2 separate regions of the Lactuca sativa genome follow, and region 1 is linked to region 2. Evidence: chromatin contacts called from public Hi-C data. All regions are on one chromosome and are shown on one strand. Each heading gives the region's core, a stretch centred on a gene start, on an enhancer-like site or on the middle of the called end of the contact. The rest is flanking DNA. Distances are from core to core; before and after follow the strand shown.

Region 1 (5,522 bases), core at 2,130-4,629, 320 kb after region 2:
GATGCATGATCGGAAAGGATGGGGATGAAAACTTTATAGGGATATTTTTATTATAAGGATGAAAATGACATTAACATCTTTTACTAACAAATCGTAAAAGAGTCCATGTTCCATCCTATTCCATTATTTTTTTTTTGTATGGGAGAAATAAACCAGTCACCATCGATGTGCTATCTAGATTCTTCTTAAAAAAATATATCATGGTCTAATGCTCTCCATAAAAAAGATGCTCTAATATTCAGTCATGGTTCATCGAGGTTTCTCTCATTTGCCTTCTATGTATGCCACCTATGCTGCTTTTTCAGACTCCTACAAAGGCAGTTATCCACCTGCTTGTACGTTTAATTTCAGTTGCCTGGCTCTGGTAGTATGGTACAAAGTTACCTGTATTTCTAATGAATTGTAGGGGATCATTTTTCAAGCACAGTTTTTCTTTTTTATTTCTTTCCAATTATTACTGTTTTTCATATCTATTCATCATTGTTCTACTTTTTAAGAAACAAACTGATTGACACCCACTTGTTTTTGTTTGTGTGTTTACCGAGAAGTCATTATGTTGCCTAGAGTTCTTGCTTGGTTTGAGAATGTCCATTCTAATGATAAAACAGGTCAATTGTTGTCATTAGTGTCCTATTGTTTCTTTCATATGATCAGGAAGCTACTTACATTATTCAGTTTATGATTATTAAACTTATTAGTAGCATTCGTGTCACTTTATATCTGTGTTTTATGCTCTATGGGTTCTACCTAATTAAATTAAGTATCACCAATCCCTTTGTGTCTAATTATTTACATGTCATTATCTTCGCTTTACAGAATCCTAAAAGCCCTTGAACGCAAATTATCCATTAGAAGGAATATCAACCACTCGTTATCTCTAGTTGGGTCCCATTTGAGATTTAATGTTGGAAATCGACATCAGTATATATGGATTACCTTGATAGTGACAACAAAGGGAATCTCATCAGTAAGTGTCTGCTTGTTATTGCGCTCTTTGTTGTTAAAATTATAATGTAGTTAAGTTACTTAGACACATTCTTTCATAAAGCTCTAAATCATTCTTTCTTCCTTCTTTGGGTAATTGACATTGTTCTTTTCATAAATGCAACATGCTAAAAATAGTTTTAATCAATTGTTGATTAAGATTAATAATGTACCAAAAATCTTGTTATATGAAATATGTACTACGTACAAATTATGATGCGATAACTCTGTGTATTCAAAGTACACCATCTTTTGGAAGAATATCTAGCGTTCTGAGTTTAGTACACCTTCCTTGCGGTCGAAATATGAACTATATATGGAAATCTCCTGGTCATACACGTATATGCATGGACATGCATCATGCATGCATCTTCTATATATCCATCAAATGACCATATTCCCCTCATGCAATTAACTTTCTATAGAGCTTTCTAGAGAACTAAAGTAGAAAATGTACTACAATATTGATAAATATAAAAAGCAACCCACTAAGAATTTAGTATTATGACAACATACTAGGGATATTTCTATTAAGTCAAGGAAATACCATTAACTAGACAACAAGGAGAAAAGATGTACATTAGATCGTTACTATCTACAAGACTACATGATTAATTAATACTAAAATTATTTAATTACATTTTCCCTATAATTAATTAGATGTTCATCCAATCCAATGATCCATGTATATAGTTGTTTTCCGGCAAGCAAAATACATTCTCCAATCCTTCCATCCCAAATCCCCCAAGAAAATGTGGCTCCATGGCCTCCATTGAAAACGATGAACATGGACTTGTGCTCGATATTCCATCTGACCTTTCCACTAGGCTGTTTATCTGTTTTTCAGCTTCGGAGAGTTGTTCCTTGAGCTTTAGAATCTGTACACAAAATCAATGGTTAATAAATTTCGTTAATATTTATAGAAAAGATTAAAGATTAAGGCCCACGTGGGGGTGATATACGGATATATATATATATATATATCATGTGCTACTCCACAAAGAACACTGTAGAACAGCCTTGTCAACCTTAAAAAACTATAGAGGGACACTTGTAATTATATCACACTTTGCTGGACCAATGGGATTTTAGTCTCCTTATTCTTGTCAAAATTATATTATAGTTTTCTATTACACTTGTTGCTTTCCAATTAGTTGAAAAAATGGCATTACTTTAGTTTTTCTCGAGCCTTGAGTCCATGCATTTTCCGAATTAAGCTTGCTTATTTTTAGCTTAAAGTGGATAAGAGTCTATTTATCTTGAGTGTACAAGAAGAAGAATGTAAAAAAAGGAATTAATTACTGTAATGGTAGTCAACTTCATAAAACAGTAAATGAGCAACCAACTTAAATTCCAAGTAACTAACCATAATTAATACTTATCCATACTTCCATAAAAAAATCTATATAGAAATGTAAAAATAAATGGTTAAAAGTTAAAACAATCTTTATCACTTAGCTGAAAATCGACCTCCCTTTAACTTTCTTTTAGGTTTTTTTTCTTGGGTATTTAATAACTAATGGAAAATAAATGATCAACACAAACTGATTGAACCTTCTAGGAAATGATCAACACAAATGGGAAAAAAAGTTTCTTGGAAATATCAAGGAATAAGAAAAATGTGGATATACAAGATTATATCCCTATCACGAGTAAAGAAGGACCACATAGGATCCCTTAATTATTCATGTTGTTTTTTGTGTCCAAATTCTTTGCATATATCATAGAAAAAAAAAAGGTTACCTCAGATTCGAGTTGGCATTTTTCAAGAACAGTGGAGTCATGTTGACTCTTGAGCTTCGAGTATTCCTCTTCGAGCTTCTTACTCTTCCATCGAGCTCGCCTGTTTTGAAACCAAACCGCAACTTGACGTGGGTCAAGCCCAAGTTCAGAAGCAAGCCGATCTTTTCTCTCCGATTCAAGCTTATGTTCATTTCCGAAGTTTTGCTCAAGAAGATTCACTTGTTCATCACTAAGCTTCCTTTTTCTCATCATGCTGCTGTTTCCATCTGCTTTGTTCTTCTTTCGTCTTCTTCGTGGTTTCACAACTTCCCCTATATATGTACAACATAGTTATAAGAAACTACAATCAAACATCGAACTTCACAAATGCATAAACATGTATATATATGTATATATATAAGAAAAGTTCGAACCTTGTTCTGGTATGAGTTGATCGTAAATCCCAGGATAATACTGGGAGAGGAGAACCATTTGATCATCAACTTGAGTTTTCATATTGCTCGTCATATTATCTCTCTCTGCGTGTCTCTAAACACTCGGCAGAGGTGTTCTTCTTTGGTGAAACAAGTGGATGTTTTAGAGTGGGTACATCAAGAGAGACTTTATTTATAAAGGTGGAGTGAAGACTAAGGAGTCCGCTGTTACTTTGGATTGTGCAGAGTTTGCCTTTATTTATAAACATGTAATGTCCATATTGACCTTGTTTTTTATTAAATTTCCTTTTCTACCCTTCATCAAGACATGTCTATATGCAAAACTACAAATCTGACGTGGGTTTGTCTCTTTTCGGGTAATGAGATAGAAAAAAAACAGTGGTGTCAACTTTTTGTCTAATTTGGCGAGACGCGACTTGATTTACACAGGTAAAATGTATCAAACCGTTAATGTACCTCGAACACTAGATTTTTGGAGATGACACTCTTCTTAATAATGGTGTTACATTGGTCTACAATGGGACCAATAGGATTGGCGTAATAAGGATAATTGTACTTTTATTCTAATTATGAAAATTCATATCTTCGAAGATGTCCAGCATATGTTTTCTTCCCATTTGTGTTCATTTTATATATCTTGATCATCAACCCCATGTTTATCCAATAAATTTGGAGGAAGTCATGTCAGAAAGAAACTAGACCTATATAACAAAATAAAAATCCCTACAACTCCGTATTAATTTGATGCAACATATTCCCACGTATGTTGGTTTCTAATTAACTAGGTATGATAATTGATAAGTTGTAATTATAACTCGTGTAGTTTGATGAATAAAGGATGGTTAATATATATATCTAAGAAACATGATTTGATTTGTACTATGCTTCTAGGTTTTAAACGTGATCTTTTGTTTGTTTTACGATTTGCATATCTTATCCATTACTACCAAGTTGTGGCGTACGCATTAGTTAGTTTGTTGTGAAGGGATTGGCTTTCCTGATTTGGTAATAAAAGAGATGAAATGAATGAAGAACATCATTGATATTCATCTAGCTAGGTGTGAATGAAAAAAAATCACAAACAAAGGATAGGAGTATGATAAGGGCAGGAGTTGGGATCCCAAACCTGACCACCTTGAAGTTAGTAAACTAAGACATTTTACATTTTTATTACTTATATATTAATTATTATATATCATATATTTATTATAATTATTAAATTTTTTGCCTATGGATTCGGACAAAGTCTCCAATTGGATGTTACATATATATATTCCCGATTTGTGGGTACTTAATTAGCCAAGCCACTCACATTAGCTTTTAGCTCCATGGCTACGTGGCTCAATGAGAATTACAGTAAAAAACCTACACCATAAACTATTCAACTGGTTATTAGTTATGTGACACATGCACTTACATCACATGTATTCTCCCTCTAGATAACCTTACTTGTATCACATGTAATAAGAAGTTGTAACCTTTGTCATAACGCAGAATTATTGCTATATAATTCGTTTCATGTGGTTTAATTTTGTATATACTTTCACATGCATGATTCTTATAAACTAGTTATATTTAACATCAGACATTTATGGTCAACAAAATACAATAATTAGTTAATGAAATGTTCGGATTTTCAAGATACAAGTCATTTCAAGGTCTGGAAAAGAAACAATTAATGTCATATATATAGTTTATTTCATGGTTTGAATTCCACATCCAACAAAGTGAAAGAACTTTTTGACAAATATAACCCATGAGTGCCATGTATCTTGAGCACAAGACAAGATGTAACTGACTTGGATCGCAGTCAATGGTAATACGTGGAAGGCTTTTGTTTATAGTACCTCCAAGAATTTCGTATATGGATTACAAAACTTTCCCTTTACTAATGTCTTTTTACTTTTTCCTTATATGTTTATACATACACATGTCTTAACACAAGTAAATGCATCTAACTGAAATAGTTGCTATATAATTCGTTTATTGATAAAGGACATGAGAAATATAACCGGTCTTTACTTATATTTATTTTTTGGTCTAGGAGTCATAAATAGAGACAGATTATATCACGTCTAGCTATCACATGACACTAATATATAAAAAGACAGATGAAACTATGTCTAAGGAAGTCAAATATTTTGGCTCAAACTCAAAGCTTAAGGCAAGCCAAGGCTGAAATATTTATTTATGTATTTATTTAATTATAATTATTTAGTTTTGGTGGGTTTAGAAAATAAAAAAGGGTAATTGGAAGTAGTAAAAAGGTGATTTAAAAAAGACAGGTTTATTTCCACGCTAAGGGAATGCATACTGGCATTTGCACATGGGGGGCTCCCAAAACCTATGTAAACCTTTTAC
Region 2 (6,383 bases), core at 3,597-6,096:
AAGTTACGTTTTAAAGTTCACATCTTCGCTCTTTCATTTTACGAAAGCAAACAAGCAGTCTTATCATTCACAAGTAACCATTCATAAAATTGTCACCTATTTTATTATGCAAATCGGTCTTCAATAACTTCATTGTAGAAAAACACTATTCAACGGTTGTGGTTGCGACGGACAAAACCAAAGTTAATTTTAATAATCTATAAACCAAAGGGAAAGAGAGATGCTTTCTAGTTTCCACAAACAAGCGAGAGAAGTCCGCAATTCCCTTCATGTTGAAAATTTTCAACACAATGCATAAAAATTAAATTTCAATTAACCTAACAATAAATAATAGGATTGAGTTTTTTTTGTACTTACATGTTTCATTTTGCACTAATCACTAATTACTCCCCACCGGGGGATTTCGCCGAAAAAATCCACGGCAGCATGCAAATCGCCAACAGAAAGAAGGGAGGCCGAAGGCAACAACATGTGTGAGACGTGAGTTGCAGTGGAGTTGGGAGATCGTCGATTAGTTTGCCGAGTTGCAGATGTCCGATTTTTCATAATTATTGGGCTAAATTTTGTATATCATTAAACTAATTTTGTGTTGGGCATTTGGTCAATTGGGTTTAACAAGTTTGGACTAGTTTGTCTTTGCATTTACAATTTAGAAATAACCTAAAAAAATATTTTATGGTAGCCCAAATTATTTTCCAGGATATCACCGCAACATAAACAAAAATTTTCCGTAAAAAGTCACTCCTGAATTTTTTTTGAGGAGCATGAGGGTTCTATATCAAATCCGCTTATGTTATAAGTTTGATGTACTAAAAATAAGTTTGCTGAACAAAAAAGATGTACAAACAGTTTAAAACAATACAATTAAAAACGTCATATCGTCTCCAAAGTCTAAACTTCCAAATTTCCAATAGAGCGAGGTGATAAAAAAGAATATATATATATATATATATATATATATATATATATATATATATATATATATATATATATATATATATATATATATATATATATATATATATATATATATATATATATATATATATATATATATATATATATTTCATGTTTTCAAGCTAACATAACAAAAAATCAACTTCAATACCTCGTTTTTCCATATTAATTTAACATCAACTTCCACACAAGAAACATTGACCTACATCATGACCAATTTATAACAACTAGTCTTTTGAAAAATACCTCGTTTGCATAATTTTTGTACACTTTTTTTATGCAAAAAATCATATCAAAAGAACTGAAATTAAACCCCATCTGTTCCATTACAACATTCAACCACATAACACTTGTACATCAAGCTTTCTACGTCTGTTTGAAGTATGAATGAACGATATAAAACAGTAACTTATAAATTTTTTAAAAAAAATTACAACTTACAGTTACATGTATATGAAGAAAAGTAGAAAAAACACAACATATTAGTCTCTCTCACGTCAGTTGAAAAGATTTAGTCCTAATTTTATAACTTTAATCACTAACTTTTTTTTTCGCTATATCTCTCTCTTTCTCAACTGTTTCCTTCATCAAGCTTCGACACTGCCTCTGGTCCACAAAACCTGGTCAACTCATCCTGGTCAAAGTCAAACAGTAAATCATTTTATTCTTTTTTCTTTTTTTAATTATTTGTTAAGCTAATAATTTAAAAAAAAAAAAAAAGAAAGAAACCTTTATGGAATTATTTTCAGAAGTAAGCTTCTGACATTCTTCAGAGAGCCTCTGAAGCTCATCTCTTAGTGTATGATTTTCACTGGTCAGCGCCTCGACTCTCGTCTGTAACTCTTCGCATTCCGCCTGCCCAAACAACGGAATCAGAAAAGAAACGGAATGGAATTGATCATTCCGACGGTGGAATTAGATTTTGTCATTTTGATACCTGTTTGCGCAATCTTGATCTCCTGGCTGACTCACGGTTAGACTGCTTCCTCTTTTGTCTCTTCAGTTCACGCTCGTCCTGCTGATGTCATAAGTCATAAAATCATAAATTCATTAATTAATATTTTTATAACTTTCGAGTAAATTACACAAATGGTCCCTATGGTTTTGGGTAATTTGCATGTTTGGTCCCCAACTTATTTTTTTAACTCAGAAGGTCCCTACTGTTTGTTTTTGTTGCGCGCTTGGTCTCTGTCTAACCTAAAAAGACTATTTTACCCTTGATTTTTTAATTTATTTAAATAAACCTACCCCACTTTATTTAAATAAATGAAAAAATCAAGGGCAAAATAGTCTTTTTAGGTAGGACAGGGACCACACACGCAAGAAAAACAAATAGTAGGCACCTTCCGAGTAATAAGTTAGGGACCAAATGTGCAAATTACCCCAAACCATAGGGACCATTTGTGTAATTTACTCTATCTTATAACAAGAAAAGGAAATTCATTTATTCACACCTGAACCCACTGATCAGGCATCATGGGAGGCGGCACCACCCCACGAGACACACCGGGTCGCATTTTGATGGCGGTGTTTCCGGCGGCCGGATTCCACAAATCCATTCCCATGTTTAGATTGGTGCCTGGAATTGAAGCTACAGGATTCCCGGGAACCGGTGTCTGTATATTGTTATTCTGTGCATTTGCTGAAAATAGCAACATACTTTCATATTAACTTATTATTAAAAAAAAAAGTAATTTTTTTTTTGAATTTAATTATTTATATAAATGGAAGTGAAAATGTGTAGAACTACGGAATTACCATCTGCAAGCATCTGATTGAAGCTTCCTTTCTTGCCTCCAGAAAATTCCTGTATATATTTGTGTATTAATTAATAATTATAATTATCATACCTTCAAAAAAAATTCTTATTTAAAAAAAAAAAAAGAATTATTAAGAGTTTCTGAGATATGTACATTTTGGTCATTTTCATCACTTCCATCTGAAGAACCATCGCTTCCACTATCAGCACTGTTTAGTTCAAATTTCAAAAATTACAATAATTTAAAAAACAAGGGTATTTTTGGCATAACAAATGAAAACTTCGAATAAAAAAAATAGAAAATTAAAAAACCTTTGGGTGGCGCCTCCATCATTCCCTGAACTTGATGCTGCTTTTCCACTCTCTCCAGTTCTAACACCAACATTTCCATTTCCAGAAATACCCTTTGACTTTTTATTAGTAGTAGTTGACCTTTCTTTTCCTTCATACGCCTTTGCTTCCATTTCTGTGTTTGGTGGAGCAGTAGTTGGAGTCTGTAAGAACAAAATTCAATAATCATAAATAACACATAAAAGATTAAAAGGCAAAAAAATAAAAAAGAAAAAGAAAAAAGAAAAAAGAAATTATGAATACCATAGGCATATTAGGATGAGCATAAACTCCAGCTGGTGGATATAAAGCTGGATATGGAACTGGAGTTCCATATGGTGACATCATAGGATGCTGAAATAAATCAAAACATTTTCCAATCATTAATTTCTACAAGAATCCAATAAGATCTTTGAATTTTGCCACATCATCATCATCACCTGGCCTCCCCACATGTATGGATGAGGAGTTGGAGAAGCAACAGTTGAAGCAAAAAAAGGTGGAGTTCCTCCAGCACCATAATAAGCCTAAACATGAAAATTGCAAAGCCACAATAAGAATCTTGTAACAAAAAGTTTAAAACTTTAAATCAAAAATTTAAATCATGCCTGCATTGAGTTTGACCAGTCAGCATATGAAGGTGGAGGTGTTTCCTGAGTTGGAGCAGGTTTGGAATGCTTAGCAGGTGAGTTATCTTCTCCAGCCCCCATGAATTTACAGGGAAAAACTCAATATGCAGAGTCTGAAAGTTAGATTTGTGTGTAACTGTGTTTCCTTGAAATATTATCTACAAGAACATTGAGAGATTAAAGATTTGTTCAGGTTAGGTATTAATGAAAGGTGTTTAATGATTTGTAATCCATACAGCAATTCCTATGCAGCAATCATAAGTTCATAACTGTGATTTATCTTAACAAATATGGAATTAAGCTTTCTATACTGCAATTTCCTTCCATCAACTACAAAATCGTTCCCTTTCAGACTGAATAAATCCTTCTAAGCTTTTTTTTTTTTTTTTACCAAAAATAGGGGAAGCAGAATATTCAGATAAAATGATTTCATTCTCTTTGTCTTAAAGTCTACACATGTCATGTAAGAACCCAAAACCCTACCTACACTTGCAGCCTCAACAAAAAAAAAATTACAAAAATAACTGAAGAACAAATAGTCTGAGCGATTTCAAGGAAAAGCCCCAAATTATTATCAGATCTGGCTTCTTAATTTAAACAATTGTTCACAAAAAGCGTAAAACAATCGCGAGTATCTGTTTATTCTTGATAAGATAAGATACATAATTACCCGAAAACTAATCGGGATGTTTGTGTTTTTATGTGTGTCGACATGCGAATATAGAGGAAGCTTAAATTTAGAGAGAGGAGAGAGACTGACTTGTTTCAGCCGCCGGCTTCGGAAGAGATGCTAATCCGACTAGGATCAAGCAAATCCAGTAAACATGGCAGCTTTTAATACAAAATTCCAGAGCTTTGGAAGAAATTCAACAGCTGAGATTTGAGAAAGAAGGATTCCCTCTTCTATTTGGTATATCGAAAAAAACAACTCTGAAATTCGAAAGTAGCCAAAAGGAGACAGGTCGTTTACTTGCTTACAAGCTGCTTGATGCGTAGGGGAGAAGCGGAGGCGGAGGCGGAGGCGGAGGCCGGGGAGGAGGGAGAGACCACCGTGAGAGAATGGCAGTGCGGTGGTTGAGGGTAGGGTTAGAGGGATGACATGTGAGGGTGAGGAGGGATCCAGCTGTTAAAAGGGGAGTGGATAGAGAGGCATGACAAGGCAATTACGTTTTGTTGATGACTGGGAGCTTTTAAAGTATTAAAAAGGATAATTTATTTTAGAGATATTAGCATTTACTTCCCCTCATTTAATCTTATTTGCATTTCACGCCATATTCTTAATGTTTGGTGTTAAATCTTTTAATTTGAGAAAAACAGGTTAATTCTAACTTTTTTATTATTTTCTTTTTTTAAGATTTAAGTAAAAATTAGAAGGTTTTTATAAGTTGTCATGAAATGTTTGCAGTTATTATATGCAAAATCATAAAATAGACTGCAAAAGATGATATGGGTGAGAAATGATAATATAAGAAATTCTTCACATGTTTTATTTTTTTTTTCTTACTTAGAGAATTTTTTTATGAAAAAATGGAACAATACCACAACAATCTATACTATGTTGTAAGTTTTTTATTCGTTTTATTTAATTTTTTACATTTTTGATGTTGTATACGATTTATTCCTAGAGAAAATATATTTTTTGCAGATGACATCTGCGGAAATCTCATATTTACCTATGGAAATCTATTTCCGTAAGTATATGAGTGAGTAATATAGTTTTTTCATAGGTGTTAATTAATTTGTAATGCTTCGTTTTCCGTTTAATTATTTAAAAAATGAACACATTATAAGAATAATTCTTATATAGATATTAAAGGAGGACCATTGTTAGAAATAGTAAACTTGAGTTTTTTTTATAGGAATGGTCATTTGTTTATGGGTGTATGTTATGTTTTGGTTCTTTTTCTATTCTGGGTAGCATTTGTTGTTTCTTTAAAACTTTTATTCCACGTGTTTGCCTGTTGTTTTGTTCACCGTCATGCTAGCTAATTGTCTTTAGATTAGTGTCCTTATTATTTTGTATTTTTTTTAATACTTTTTAACAATTCCCTACCCTCTGCTCCCCACCTACTGTCTACATTTACGTCTACTCCACCGATTCCAGTCTATATTCGGTAACTGGGAGAAGAAGACGCCTCCACCACTTTCAGGTCTTCGTCAACCGTGTCTTCCCGATCCTTCCACCACCCGTCAGTTTTTTTTATGTGTTCTCTTCTCAACTTAGTCAGAGCAAACCGAAAAAACCCTCAGCCCATTTACCATTGACGTCACCATTTTCTCTATCATCTACAACCGTGTCATAAGGGCTTCCGCCCCTATCACCACCATCGATTGGTGGAGCCTAGACGACATCGTTACGACTTGTGAAGGTGCATCAGTCGGAGATTAGTGGTTGGCTGTTGGTGGTTTGGATCAGGTCGCCGATGGTGGCGACACATGAGGAGAAGGAAATAGAGGTCGGCGATCGTTGTTGGTGCCTTTGACGAACACTGATGTTTTGATTCGCTTCGTAGGAGAAAACGGTATCCCGGAGGTGCTTTGTCGGCGTTGAAGGCGACTAGTTTTTATGGTTTAGGTCGTAAAGTGAATCGTGATTTTTTGTTTGGGTTTTGTAGGAAGAAAAGAATGAACAATGGGGATCTGGTGGATCAAATACTTCTAGGCGACCTCAACAGTTAATGTTAAGTTAAGTTGATGACTGTGGATTG

What was found. A called contact is a pair of places that touch in the nucleus more often than the background predicts.
Region 1: a Hi-C map of leaf shows a contact between it and region 2, with 6 times the contacts expected there. The contact joins the promoter of LOC111882024 here to the promoter of LOC111919375 in region 2. A contact is called at or near these places in 2 of 4 Hi-C or Micro-C datasets (both in leaf).

The regions. Positions count from the first base shown.
Region 1 is chr3:115,422,369-115,427,890 of Lsat_Salinas_v11, forward strand. LOC111882024 (homeobox-leucine zipper protein ATHB-40) reads right to left here and starts at 3,380. Exons shown (of 3, transcript XM_023878392.3): 1 at 3,141-3,380; 2 at 2,728-3,038; 3 at 1,437-1,862. The coding sequence starts at 3,234. The coding sequence ends at 1,641. LOC122196892 (a long non-coding RNA gene) reads left to right here and starts at 153. Exons shown (of 2, transcript XR_006189341.1): 1 at 153-335; 2 at 817-1,068.
Region 2 is chr3:115,103,251-115,109,633 of Lsat_Salinas_v11, forward strand. It overlaps LOC111919375 (G-box-binding factor 1), which reads right to left and starts at 4,847. Exons shown (of 11, transcript XM_023914965.3): 1 at 4,436-4,847; 2 at 3,655-3,833; 3 at 3,487-3,573; 4 at 3,311-3,400; 5 at 3,029-3,210; 6 at 2,871-2,925; 7 at 2,716-2,764; 8 at 2,412-2,599; 9 at 1,895-1,972; 10 at 1,687-1,812; 11 at 1,260-1,591. The coding sequence starts at 3,756. The coding sequence ends at 1,529.